Linked DNA regions of Pan troglodytes: region 1 is linked to region 2. Evidence: chromatin contacts called from public Hi-C data. All regions are on one chromosome and are shown on one strand. Each heading gives the region's core, a stretch centred on a gene start, on an enhancer-like site or on the middle of the called end of the contact. The rest is flanking DNA. Distances are from core to core; before and after follow the strand shown.

The links. A called contact is a pair of places that touch in the nucleus more often than the background predicts.
Region 1: a Hi-C map of induced pluripotent stem cells shows a contact between it and region 2, with 2.7 times the contacts expected there. The contact joins two enhancer-like sites. A contact is called at or near these places in 4 of 7 Hi-C or Micro-C datasets (blood, induced pluripotent stem cells and stem cell-derived neural progenitor cells) and 1 of 1 other capture datasets (stem cell-derived neural stem cells).

The regions. Positions count from the first base shown.
Region 1 is chr13:70,767,551-70,773,817 of NHGRI_mPanTro3-v2.0_pri, reverse strand. The region is part of intron 8 of CERS6 (ceramide synthase 6); the gene reads right to left. Among named protein-coding and RNA genes, the nearest start is that of NOSTRIN, 36 kb to the left of the region's middle. Within about 2 kb of position 3,932, at least 2 of the 24 cell types and tissues checked have an H3K27ac peak or open chromatin away from gene starts, as enhancers often do. A contact at or near this core is called in induced pluripotent stem cells, where this site is marked.
Region 2 is chr13:70,357,297-70,364,215 of NHGRI_mPanTro3-v2.0_pri, reverse strand. It overlaps LOC129143311 (a long non-coding RNA gene), which reads left to right and starts at 6,334. Exons shown (of 2, transcript XR_008546639.2): 1 at 6,334-6,919. Within about 2 kb of position 2,230, at least 10 of the 24 cell types and tissues checked have an H3K27ac peak or open chromatin away from gene starts, as enhancers often do. A contact at or near this core is called in induced pluripotent stem cells, where this site is marked.

The DNA.
Region 1 (6,267 bases), core at 2,683-5,182, 410 kb before region 2:
AAAGTGAATGCAGATTTAGATAAAATTTTGCTCTTGCAGGCTTCACAAGCATGAAAGAAAAATCACACACATGAAACTATATGCACTGAATAATAACTGATCAAGACAAACATAAACATATCATTCTGTTTAATCAACAATTGAAATAATGTTAACTACTAGAATCATTGCTATAAAATACGATGGCTGTGCCTGGGAATATGGGTGGGAAGTGAGCTTACTCAGAGAACTGACAGTATTGAGTATTACATTTGAACTAGAAGTCAAAACACCTGGTGCTGGGCTCAGTTCTTGCATTCCCTAGCTCTGTGATGCGAGTTATCTTATTTCTCCAAGCCTGTTTCCTCGTCCACAAAATAAAACCTAAGACAAGATGTTTACTAAAGGTTTCTTAAACTCTAACATAAACGACCTTATGAATTTTTATGTTTTCAGATTTACTTAAAATTTCACTTGTTCTGATTGTTTTCTCCATGGATAAAATACCCCATTTGTATAGATGCATTCTTCTCCGGTGAGTCTTCATTGTTTCTCTGATTTTTAACCTAACAACGAGCAAAACCAAAGGAAAGGTTTTGTTTTGTTTTTACACCTAGATGTATGGGAAAAAGTAAGAAAGTAGAAAACAAGAAAAAAACATACAAGATCCCATCCTTGGGAAGGAATCTATGAAGGATACAAGGCCTTGAACAAATGCTATATTTATGAGATCAAACCACTGCCTCCTGAGCACATGGAACAGTGTGCAGAACCTCAGCTTTCAGCAGCAGGACATTTAAGTCGGATAGCAATGGCTACGGAGATTGCTTAGCAAGCCCTCAGTTTAGGCATACTGTAGCTGCCAGCTACGTGCCGAGCTCCTTATTCGCACCCCATCACCAGCTTCCACAGGGAACCAGGCAACCAGGAAAATGAATACACAAGGACTGGCTGGGTGTGACCTGGCAGTAGATGGGAGAGTCTGCAGCCTTACCTTATATTCCTGTTCAATCCAGCAAAGCTGAAAGCTATCAGCAGCACATTTTGCCATGTTGCTCTCTTTAATTTTCAATTTGCGTGCCAAGGCTTGAGGCATGGACTTTATATATAACTTGGTGCCGCTGGACACATTCCAGTGTCAAACTTAGTCTCTCTCTCTCTCTCTCTCTCTATATATATATATACACACACACACAAACACATATATATGTATTTATTTTTTTAAAAGATGGGGTCTGTTGCCAAGGTTGGCCTCAGACTCCTGGGCTCAAATGATCCTACTGCCTTAGCCTCCCAAGTAGCTGGAATTACAGCTGTGCCACCACGACATCTGGCATAATCCACATGCTTAAGATATTTTCTCCCTGTGACCAGAATATTAAACACAAAAATGACATCTAAAATGAAGATATCTGGGTACTCCCTCCCTAACCAATGCAATTGTATCCCTGAGAGAGATTTTAAGATAGATAAGACTAGGTACCTACACTCAAAGAGTTTACAAATAACTGTAGGAGACTCAGACAAATACACTGATTACTAAGGTAGAATTATTAAATATAATAGGTGTTCCAAGCAAAGGGAGCATTTTGAGCAAAGGCATGTACAGGCCGGAAAGCAAAGGGTATACACAAGGGATCATGCATAGCTGGACTGGGTACCTGCAAGGCAGTAGTTAAAGGAGAAGTGTTGGCATAATTTTGTGGAAGGTCTTTCTTGCTGGGAAGAAAAGTTTGAACTTACAGTGGAAAACAAAGGAAATCCTGGAAAATTTGGGAATGGGGGTGGGGGAACTAGATTAAGGCCTTGATTTAGGAAGAATGTTATGGAAACTGTGGGATGGTTTCCATCAGAGGAGATTGGAGGTGTGAAGACGCTGCATAGAGGCCACTGCAGTTATCTTGACAAGAGGACATAAAGATCAAGAGCAAGGCTTGAGAAACACAGCTGCTCTTTTAAAAAAAAATACTGCTCAGTGATTATTATAGTCCATGGAAACAAGTACTCCAGAGAAATGTGGAGCAGTGAGAGAGAAGGATAAACAGGAAGAATGAGATTCCTCAAGAGAGAACAAAGCTTGATTTATTTACTGAAGTGGCATGGGCTCCCATAGCAGAGTTTGCACCCACCTCCCCCTCATCCAGTAGTGCTCTGTCTTCTGGTATCATATCTGGGTCATAACAAAGTACCTGATACAGCCCACACCCCAAACCACATCCTCAGTCTCTTTTCTCTTTAGAAAAGGTGATCAACTCATTGGCACAACTGGTTGTTAGTATTGCAGTAAATAAGTTTCCAGCCATATTCTAGCCTGCAGATTCTTTTAACCTGACACTTCCTGCTATAACCTCTTACTTGTGTTTAGGATAAGTTTTGAGGTAACATGGCTTTTGATCAAAGTCACTGCTATCATCAATATTTAGCTCAGTGACCACAGCTATGTTTTGCATCTATAGCATGGAAGCAAGTGAAGGTAGCAAGGGGGAGTCAGGTTAAATATTTGGTAATCAAGAAAGTTAAGTGGAATTAACTTTATTTTTATTAAGTTTGTATTGTATGCCCAACACTTCCAGGAACTATGGAGGATACATAATAGTGAACCTCAAAGAACTTACTATCTATTTGAGGAACTGGGGTTGGAATATAAATTGGCACACTCTATTTGGCTGATAATGTTACAATATGTGTCAAAATGTGCACATCTAATGAACCGTGATCCTCTTTGCAAACATTTGTCCTATGGAAGTAATCAGGAATCCGTGAGGAAATTTGTTCATGAAGATGTTTATTTCAATATTATTTATAATAGCAAGCCACTGGAAACATCCTAATTAATGCCCTAAAATAGGGCATCAAATAATGACTTTTTCATATGGTAGATACTCTGTAGCCAATGAAATTATATTATAGAAGAACATGTAATGAAATGGAAAAATGCTGAGAGTACAATGTTAAATTAGAAAAGCAGTTATAAAAGCAGTATGTGCAGGATGATCTTACTTTGGTAAAGAAAAAAGATGTAATTTTAAACACATAAAATGTTAGAAACAAAGATATCAAACAATGAACAGTGGTTATCTCAGAGCTATAGGATTGTAATTTTTTCTTCTTTGTGGTTTTAATTTTTCTACAAAATTTCTATAATGAGTATTTAACTATAATTAACATGTATGTAATCATATAAATATCAGCTTACATTAAAATTTGAGGAAGCCACATGAGAATGATAACATACAGCCAAGCATTAACAAAATCCAATAAAGATCTTAACTGGGACAAAGAGTGCAACAGATTTTCACAGGGTTGGATGCAAGGTAGAAGGTGGGGCTCAGATACCGGACCAAATTGAGAACTAGCTAAAATAGGGCAAGGGCAGAAGCAGCTTTCCATAGGACACGCACCAGTGTGCCATGTCAGTTCACCATTGCCATTGCCAAGCCAACACCTGGAAGTTAATTGCCCCTCTCCATGACCTGAAGATCCAAGTTACTACGCTTTCCCTAGAAATTTCTGCATAAACTGCCCCTTAATGTGAATGTAATTAAAAGTGGGTATAAATATGACTGCAAAACTGCCCTGAGCTGCTACTCTCTGCCTAGTGGGTAACCCTGCTCTGCAGGAGCACACAGAGCTGTAGCACTGCCTCTTCAATAAAGCTGTTTTCTTCTACCTCCGGCTTGCCCTTGAATTTTTTTCCTGGGCAAAGCCAAGAAGCCTTGTGGACTAAGCCTCACTTTGGGGCTCACCTGCCCTGCATCAGATGAGTTTCCAGAAAGCCAACTCTCCTAAGTTTCAGAGCTGCAGAAGGGCAGCCTCACTTAGCCAGAGTCCCAGCTTCCTGCTCCAGAAAAGGAGACAGTTGCCGGAATCACTCCACTTCCCCCATCTGCTCAGACTGTCAAGTTTTATGTGCGTTGAATAAGGGGTGGAGACAGCTCTCAGTGAGCATGTGGCTCCCTGGGAGTGCTGAGAAGACAGGAGGCCAGGGAAAAGGAGGGCATACCTGTCGGGGAAAAGGACCTGCCTATATGGGATAGGCTTGCGCATTTCTCACTCTAAAACTGATTTTTAAATTCCGTCTGAACAAAAGAAGCAGCACTCAGATTCATCCATGGTTATGAGTGTGGGGATTCAGATAGCGAAGAGCGGTCAACTTAAACAAATAATATGCATATTTGATATCCTTTGCCCCTGGAATGTGGGTTTGTTGGCAAGTTTGGAGCTGGCTTTGTCAAGGTGCCTGATATTTAGAGCTTAATAGCTGCCTAGGGACTGTGAAATCTGCCTGGGTTCTGCACTCTTCTGTTACTTTCTTATGTCATGATTTTGGAAGATATAGGAGAGAGAGTGCTTCTGGAAAGGATGGGTACAATACCTCAAACCTTGTCTTTTGGGGAAAGGAGGAAATGGTAAGACAGAGGGGGAGGAAGGGATGGGGGAGGCAGGAATCAGGGGGTGGGAAAAGGGCAGACAGAAAGGACACAAGAGATCTGCTTCCCTGGGGCACTGCAGGCGCCTATACTGTGAACCAAGAGCAGGCCTTGCACAAACTCAGCGTGGCATTTAATACCTGCCCCCACCCCCACCCCGCCCACCCCTGACCACGCCATTTCTGGGATTAAATGTTATACTAATAAAAAGACAAATGGATGTGCCATAGACCTTGGGAGAGGGAAGTCCCTGTGCAAAACTCAGAGCCTGAGATCTGAAAGCCTTTTCCACCTGTAACTGCCAGGCTGGAAATCTGCCTGATGTGACCAATTTGCTGGCAAGCCTTGGACAGGCACACACAACGCTTTACTGAAGAAGAAAGAAATACAAACACAATTTGACTGAAGCAGTCCCCAGGCCAGCCATTCGGTGGGGGTGTGCAGGTTCAGGAGTAGGACCACAATGAGTTCTTTTGCAGAAATCACTGCAAACACTTCCAAGTTGTGGCTTTAGAGATGGTGGTTTTGTTTAGTAAAAATTATTTTTCCAATACTCAAAAGACAGTATACAGAGTCTCAGGGGGTTTCATCTAAAAATAAATTTAAAAAATTATTTAACTAACAGGACAAGGCACTCTCTTGTGTTTCCACCAGTTATACTGAGTTTAACTGTGCTTATCCATTCAATGTTAATTACTTATTTCCATAGTCTCTGATCATAAATAAAATGGTTACAGTCAACAAGCTGAAGGTAACACTTCTACTCTCACTGCAGAAAGAGCAATAGCCAAGGCCATACCTTAAATTGGAGAGGAAATTTATCCTACACACCATTGGCCATCTGAGTGTACAGGGCCTAGCTCCTTGTCAGAAGGTTAGGTGGCATCTGGGTAGCATCTGATGCAGCTTTCACTCACAGATATCACAGATTTTGATGAGAAAATCACAACATATTCAAAGAGAAAAGTGGGCAAAGAATATGAATACAGTTCACAGAAGAAATACAACTGGCTTATGAAAACATGAACAAAATGTTCTCCCATATTAATAATCCAATAAATACAAAGTAAAACAGGATACATGCATGTTGAAGTCTTTGGGCTGAACTGTCATGATATCTGCAGCCTAATTTCAGATAATTTGGCAAATGCGCGCGCGCGTGTGTGTGTGTTTATGTGTGAGCGTGTGTAGGAAGTGCTATTGGTATCATAAGGGCTAACGGTGAGTGCAACTGGGGGTATATGCATATTTACTGTATTTTTTCAAATTTTCTGTGGGTTTGAAAATGTTGAAACTAATAATTAAAAGAGAGAATATTTAAACTATATGATCAAATATACATAAAAAAGAGAAAACACTGTATTATCAAAAAATAAAGTGAAACCACTCAAATACATAGTTTGTCAGGGTACAAGTAGGTGAAATCTTCATAGAAAATAATTTGGCTATATATATCCAGAATATCTTAAAATAACTCTCTACCTTCAAAGTCACTTTTACGGTTATCTATCTTTTAAGAAATAAAGGTTACCAACAAAGATTTAAGTTCAAGAATGCTTTCTCAATACTATTTCTACTGTTTTTAAAAAATGATTAAAAATCCATATCTATAGTGGTAGAACATTATTCATACATTAAAATCATGTCTTTTATCTAGTGACATGAGAACATTCTCACAACTTAATGAAAAGTGACAAAAGATTAAAAAAAAATTTGTTGAGACAGGGTCTCACTCCATTGCCCAGGATGGAGTGCAGTGGTGCAATCATGGCTCACTGAATCCTCCACCTCCTGGGCTCAAGCGATCTTCCAACCTCAGCCTCCTGAGTAGCTGGGACCATAGGCATGCACCATCATG
Region 2 (6,919 bases), core at 981-3,480:
CAACAGCCTCCAAAAGAGACGACCAAAGTTCTCCCTGGCATGTCAGAGACTTGAGAATGAGTGCAATTCATACAAAAGAATTGGCATCCCATGATCCAACCTAAAGACAGGAAGTCAAGTCCTATCTTGTCTACTTACTCTTGTGTGTCCTTGAACAAATTGCTATGGAGACAATAATCTCTGTCTATTTCACACGGCTTTTGTGACAAAGAAAATGTATATGAGAGAGAAACTCTTTACGCTGTAAAGTATTACAGAACTAAAAAGACTACCTGAATGACCAGAATGTGAAGGAAGGGGAAGCAGCATTTTGAGTATTCCTTTTTTCCAACCAATATATTCTGTTGATCCTAATGACAACTCTGGTGCTCTTAGCTTATTCTTGCCCCACAAGCACAAAGAAACAGATTTAAGGGTGTGGGATAGTTCCCTGAGCCCAGCCTTCCTTACAGGAGGTCCTTAATCCCTTAGGTGGGAACATTTTTTCAGAAAAAGACTCTCCTGAACATTTACTGACTTTCCCTATGGCCTATTAAGTCTTAAATACATATACTGTGGGGCAGGTCAAACGTTCCCTTAAATTCTTTCAGCTTCAGAATTATTTAATGTGACAGTCGCCATGATGGCATCATAGAGCCACCCAATACCCACGCTGACTGGACCTCACCATTCCGCAGCTCTCTTTAGCAGCTTCCTTTAATAGCTTAAATCTACCCCTCAGGAACTCCCAACTTCCCTTTAAATGTGATTAAATTTTGTATTTAATTGTTTAATTATTTTTAAACTAATTTCTGCCTCTAGGTGTATGGTCAACTAAACAGTCCAGAAACCATGTAGCTCCACAATAATCAGAAATTCTGGATCCAGTAAAACAAATCTCCTTTAAGACATGGCTGAATGCTGGAAGAAAGTAAAGAAAGTTCCTGGAGTCAAAAATGAAGTGAGAAGGAAAAATTAGAGCAGTGAGTACATGCATGTATGCTAGAGCCACTCAGGGTGGGAGTTGCCTGGCTTGGCCACCTAGAGGCTTGGATTAGAATGCTCAGGCCAGGGCAGAATGTGAGGCCTGGAGATACAAAATGCTGGGTGTTGGAACTGCAACCCCTGCAGAAATCCTGGTCCTCAGAAGGGCTATACTCAGAGTGAGGGAGTGAATCAGGAAATGCACCCATCGGCTCAGGGAGACAATAAAGGTGATTTTCTATCTCAGTGGTCTGGGCTCTAGGGGAAAAGTTTCCCTTGAGAGTTTGTAATCATGGGTCTGTCATTCCATTGGTTCTGAAAACCTCTAAACTGAGAAATAAACATAAACTGAGATGGGGGCAGTAATTCCCCTTGGGCAACTAACAGAAACAAGGGCAAAACCTTCCTGATCTAGAGGATTAGGGTTGTCCAGGCCCCTCGGGATTCCCTCCAGCCGTTCCTGCATTTCAAGATGCATGCTCTTAAGCTCTTATTCTCATACTTTTCAGTTCCAATGACCACAACTCTTTCAACAAATTTTTATAGGAGTTTCCAGAAACTTCATCCTGCTCATTTTTTTCTGTGTTCTAACATGTCATGTTTCATTTAAAATGTATCCTTTTCCTCCAGTTCAGACCTAAAGGTAATACACCGGAAATTGTCTAATGTGTGGTATAAAATAGGACCATGATAAAAAAAAAAAACCAAAGTAATAAAAAATTATATTACTGTAATAACTTATTAACGTCATATCACTATAATAAAACTTTTATTACAATAACAACTACAGTTGAGTATGTCTTATGTGCCAAATACTATGTACTAGACATGCACACTCCTTTTTAATCCTGAGGAAATCCTGGGATAGGTTCTAACACTACCCTCCTTCTACACATGAGGAGAAAGAGGCTTAGTAACTTACCCAGGGTAAAGGAGCTGGGAAGTGGTCACAGAGCTGGCAATGTGTTATCACCAAAGCCAGGATTTAAACCCAGCCCTATCTGCCTTCAATGCCCTTGCTTTAAGCCACTAATCCTCCATCTCTCTTAATACTAGTCCTGGTAGGGCTAGTTCCCTTGTTAGTGACTATCACGCGCTTGAAAGTGTTTGAAGCGACCTAATATTCCTAGGATCCTTACTTCTATAAACATTTAAATCACAGTTATTTTTCCCAAAGATAGATTGTCATGGGAGAGGGGAACAAAGACTAATGAGGAAGGCACAGGCAGGAAGCGGGCAGAGGACCAGAAACAAAAGCAAAGATAGGAGTGGGTGGGGACACGGGAAATTTCTTTTGCTTACTTCACAAGCTTACAGCCGACCTGGCCTGGCAGGTGACAAGGTGCCTCAGGATGACACAGCCAGGGATTCTTCTAGGCCATGAAAATGTTCAGTTGCTTTTGATTTCTTACATTTTTTTGAAGGTAATACTAGATTTCTGAAACGGCTCTCACCGACACGCCTTTGTTTCTCCTGGAGCCACGGCTCCGCAGCAGAGGACATTTGTGTTTGGGAAGCCTGCCCCCTCCTGGATTAGTGAAATCTTACAGGCCGGGTTTGCAAGCTCTCCAAAATTAGATCTAGTGTGTGAAAATGTTTAAACTGTCGTTCAGAGATTTGAGGAAAACAAATAATTTTTTTCATATGATTTCCCTGAGATTTTTGGATTCTTCTCATATAAATCTTTAGGTGGATTTTATGGATTTTGAAATAATACCCACCTAAAAATCCTGAAAAAATGTTTTAAGGACCCAAAGAGATAGTAATAACAGCAATAATGGTAAACATTATATTCAGTGATTTCTATGTGCCAGCACTGTGCAAAGTACCATGTGAACAATGCCAGTTGCAGCACTCACCACCACCCCAAGAGACAGGTTCTCTGCATTATTACCCCCCACCTTACAGAAAGCCTCAAAGCAGCAGTCCCCAACTTTTTTTGGCACGAGGGACCATCTTTGTGGAAGACAATTTTTCCACAGACCAGGCAGGGGGTCGGGGTGGGAGTGGTTTCAGGATGAAACTGTTCCACCTCAGATCATCAGGCATTAGATTCTCATAAGGAGTGTGCAACCTAGATCCCTCGCATGCACAGTTCACAATAGGGTTCACGCTCCTATGAGAATCTAATGTCACTTGCTGATCTGACAGGAGGCAGAGCTCAGGCAGTAATGCTCATTCTCACCAGCCGCTCACCTACTGCTGTACGATCCCATTCCTAACAGGCCACAGACTGGTACAGGTCCGCAACCATGGGGACCCCTGCAAACTGGAGATCTTCTCTACCGCCACCCTCACACACCCAACCACCCGTAGGTTGGGAGCCCCTGAAATTCTTGAACTGTCATGCCATCCTATTGACCACACTTGATTGAATCAGAAATAATCAACCAAGCTGAGTGACTTGAACACTTTCTCCTGGGAATTTGGAAGCAGAATGAAAATAGCCATCAGTCTAGGCTTGTCACTTGAATGGAGGTCATCAAACATCAGGAGCCCACTATGGAAGAGCATCTGCTGCCACGTGCATGGAGAAGCAGAAAAAGATAACCAGAAGAAAGAGAAAAGAACAAAGGGGAAGCACAGAAAAAAGACAACTTCCCTTTTCTTAGTCCCAGTCCCCCGTGAGGCTCCCCTGCTGGTTACACTGATTTGGCTACTTGAAATAGGTTTGTTTTTGTCTATCAAAAAAAAAAAGTGTATATAACTAAGTCGTGTGAGCAGTAATATGTAAAAGTGAACCAAATCTACTGTTATAATGGAATAAAATCTGAAGTTAATATGGCACATTGAATGATGTGCATAATTTTATTGTACTCCATGGCAATTAGGCTCTAATAGGGAGCAATTAATGAAAATGACTATAATTATTATCATGTCAATAACACTAAGCCAAGCAATTCCAAAGTCAGCTGTAGGGAGGAGGAATTAGAGACAGCAGGAAGTTGTTCTGGGGTTCCTCGGAAGAACCTGGGATTTAAAAACCAGGAGACTAAGTCCCCCACCTTGCCACTCACTTCTCTAGCAACCATCACCCAGGAGGACTCCGGAGGTCCCAGCTAAGAAGCTGTGAGCCTCTAGCTACTCCTCGCCACTCTCCTTTCCCTACCTCTTCCCTTGCTGCTTCTCCAAAGAGGAGTCCTGAGGATGGTGGGTTGTGGGGGAAGGGCTGCATCTGCTTGAGAGGCTGTCTGTTCCTCAACACTGGATTGGTGAAAGCTGGAGCACAGAGAATTGGAAGCTGTTTTAGAAGAAGTTGCCAGCCTACTTTCCGTGGTGCACGCCTCCTTCAGTCTATGTCTACCCTTGGCACAAAGCATCATCAACATGGTCCAGAATAGCTCAGCTGGGATCTGTGTTGAGGCTGGCGATGAAATCCTCATGGCAATAAAATGCATGCAATGGCCTGGCTTTGCTCTCTGTTCCATGGGCAGCTGCGGCTAGGAGTGTGACACATGATTGAGGTAGGACTGGATTGGGTTGTTGAGACTGCTGCATCCCAACCAAATACCATCATCTCAGTCTCTTTTCCACTGACGTACAACTAACAAAGACCCCTCAGAACAGTCAACGAAAGCCAGATCCTAGACATCTGAGTAGTTTGACTTAAAGTAGCCAGCACTTAGAAAAATCCAGTGACTGGAAATATTCTGTTTTCCTCCTTCCACTAAACCAGTACCTCAGTCTGAACTTCCACCAATTTGTGCATTTGTGTTAGTAAGCAAATAAATATCAGCTATTTTACATGTATTACTTCCTTGAAAATGGTTGTTTTTTTTTTTTGGTTTGGGGGTTAATTAATCTAATTAATTAATTAACTGTGATCCTGGCATAAGAGCAATGGGAATGTTATGGAAAGAACCAAGAAAGGTTTTTCCGGAGTTATTCAGTACACATTAAGTACCATGTTAGTCATTGTGTTAGGCCCTGGAGGGAAAAAAATCACAAAACAGAGCTCTACTTTTTTTATTTTCAGATGCAGTCCCACCCTGTTGCCCAGGCTGGAATGCAGTGGCACCATCCTGGCTCACCACAACCTCCACCTACTGGGTTCAAGCGATTCTCCTGCCCCAGCCTTCCAAGTAGCTGGGACTACAGGTGTTTCTGTATTTTTAGTAAAGACGGGGTTTCGCCATGTTGGCCAGGGTGGTCTCGAACTCCTGACCTCAGGTAATCCACCTGCCTTGACCTCCCAAACTGCTGGGATTACAGGTGTGAGCCACCACACCTGGCCAGAACTCTACTCTTCAGGAACTTAGTGCATCAGGTACTCAACAGTAAGTAGCGTGGTGACTTAGGGGCAGGAAAAAAGGAGGCTGTTTCCATCTTGGAACATTTTAATAACCTCCGAACATTTTATACAGATAAAGCTGGGTTAAAACAGATATTAAGAGGTGCCTAGGAGAGAAAGGATGGGGGTGGGAACTGGAAGAAAATTGTAGGAAAGGGGAGGGTTGTTATCTTGGAGCTGGAGATGGCTTCGTCCTAGTGCATCTGAGGGCTGTTTTTAAATAGTGTCTGTCTGAATCATTCCTCCGCCCTCCACCCTTCACTTTCCACCCTCCACCCAACCCTCTTCCTGAGTCACCCCGGCTGCCATTTCTCATTCTGAAAGGAGAAAGAGGAAAGGATATAATTTGTATCAAATCCCTACAAGCTGCTAGGATACATTGGTGCATTTCCATTGGAACATTTCATCTACACATACCACAGTGCAATGGATGGGAGTTCTTCTGTGTAAAGATGGGGAAACTGAGGTGCAAAGGGGTAGGTAGCATGACTCTCCCCTTATTACACAGCTGGTAAGAGAAAGTGCCATAATGCAAACTCACATTCTAAATTATAACTTTATCATTAATAACGACTAGAACATGCATGCTGCTTTTTTTTTTAAGTTAAAAAAAAAAAGCAGGTAAGTGTGAAACATAAAAGTCTTTCCTTCTCTACATTCCACAGTGTTTGGGGACACATCCCTATACAGTTTTTCTTGCATCCACAAATGTGTACTTACATATGTGTCATATAACTGTATATGTGAACATGAAAATTTTGACATAAAAGGGCATTCTAACCATATTGCTCTACAAATCACTTCTGTCACCTAATGCTACATCATGGATATCCTTCCATAATGTCCACATCTTTACATTTACTTCATTTTTCTAAGATCTATATGAAATTTAATAAATATATATTAGGTAAGCATTTTCTTATTGATGAGGATGTCTCTGTTTTAAGATTTAATATTAGTGCAGTATTTAATACTAGTTAAAGTATTCTCTGTATCTGAGTTTTAAAATTTACTCAAATGTAATGCACAGGAATTCTGAAATGGAAATTTAAGTATCCCTTTCTCTCACCCTCCATTCCAACTTCCATTCCCCAGAGTTGCGATGTTGCTATTGTTGCTTTCGTGTTTTTCTTCTAGTACTTAACATTTTAACTTTAAATACATATAGTTCTTGATTTATCTGTTTTAGAAAGTATCTGTTGTCTTGCCTCGATGACAGCTGAGTTTACCATACTTTTTTTTTTTTTTTTTTTTTTGAGAGGGAGTCTCACTCCATTGCCCAGGCTAGAGTGCAGTGCCACAATCTCGGCTCACTGCAACCTCTGCCTCCCAGGTTCAAGCAATTCTCCTGCCTGAGCCTCCCAAGTAGCTGGGATTACAGGTGCCCGCACCACGTCCAGCTAATTTCTTTTATTTTCAGTAGAGACAGGGTTTCACCATGTTGGCCAGGCTGGTCTCGAACTCCTGACCTCAGGTGATCCACCCACCTCGGCCTCCCGAAGTGCTGTCATTACAGGCGTGAGCCACCACACCTGGCCAAGTTTACCATACTTGTGCTATCTCTACCTCTTTCTTTTAAATGTTAGTCATATTTATAATTTTTAAATTATTCAGTTTAAATTTGTACTTTTCTATAGATATGTCATGTGATTTGTCAAAAAATTT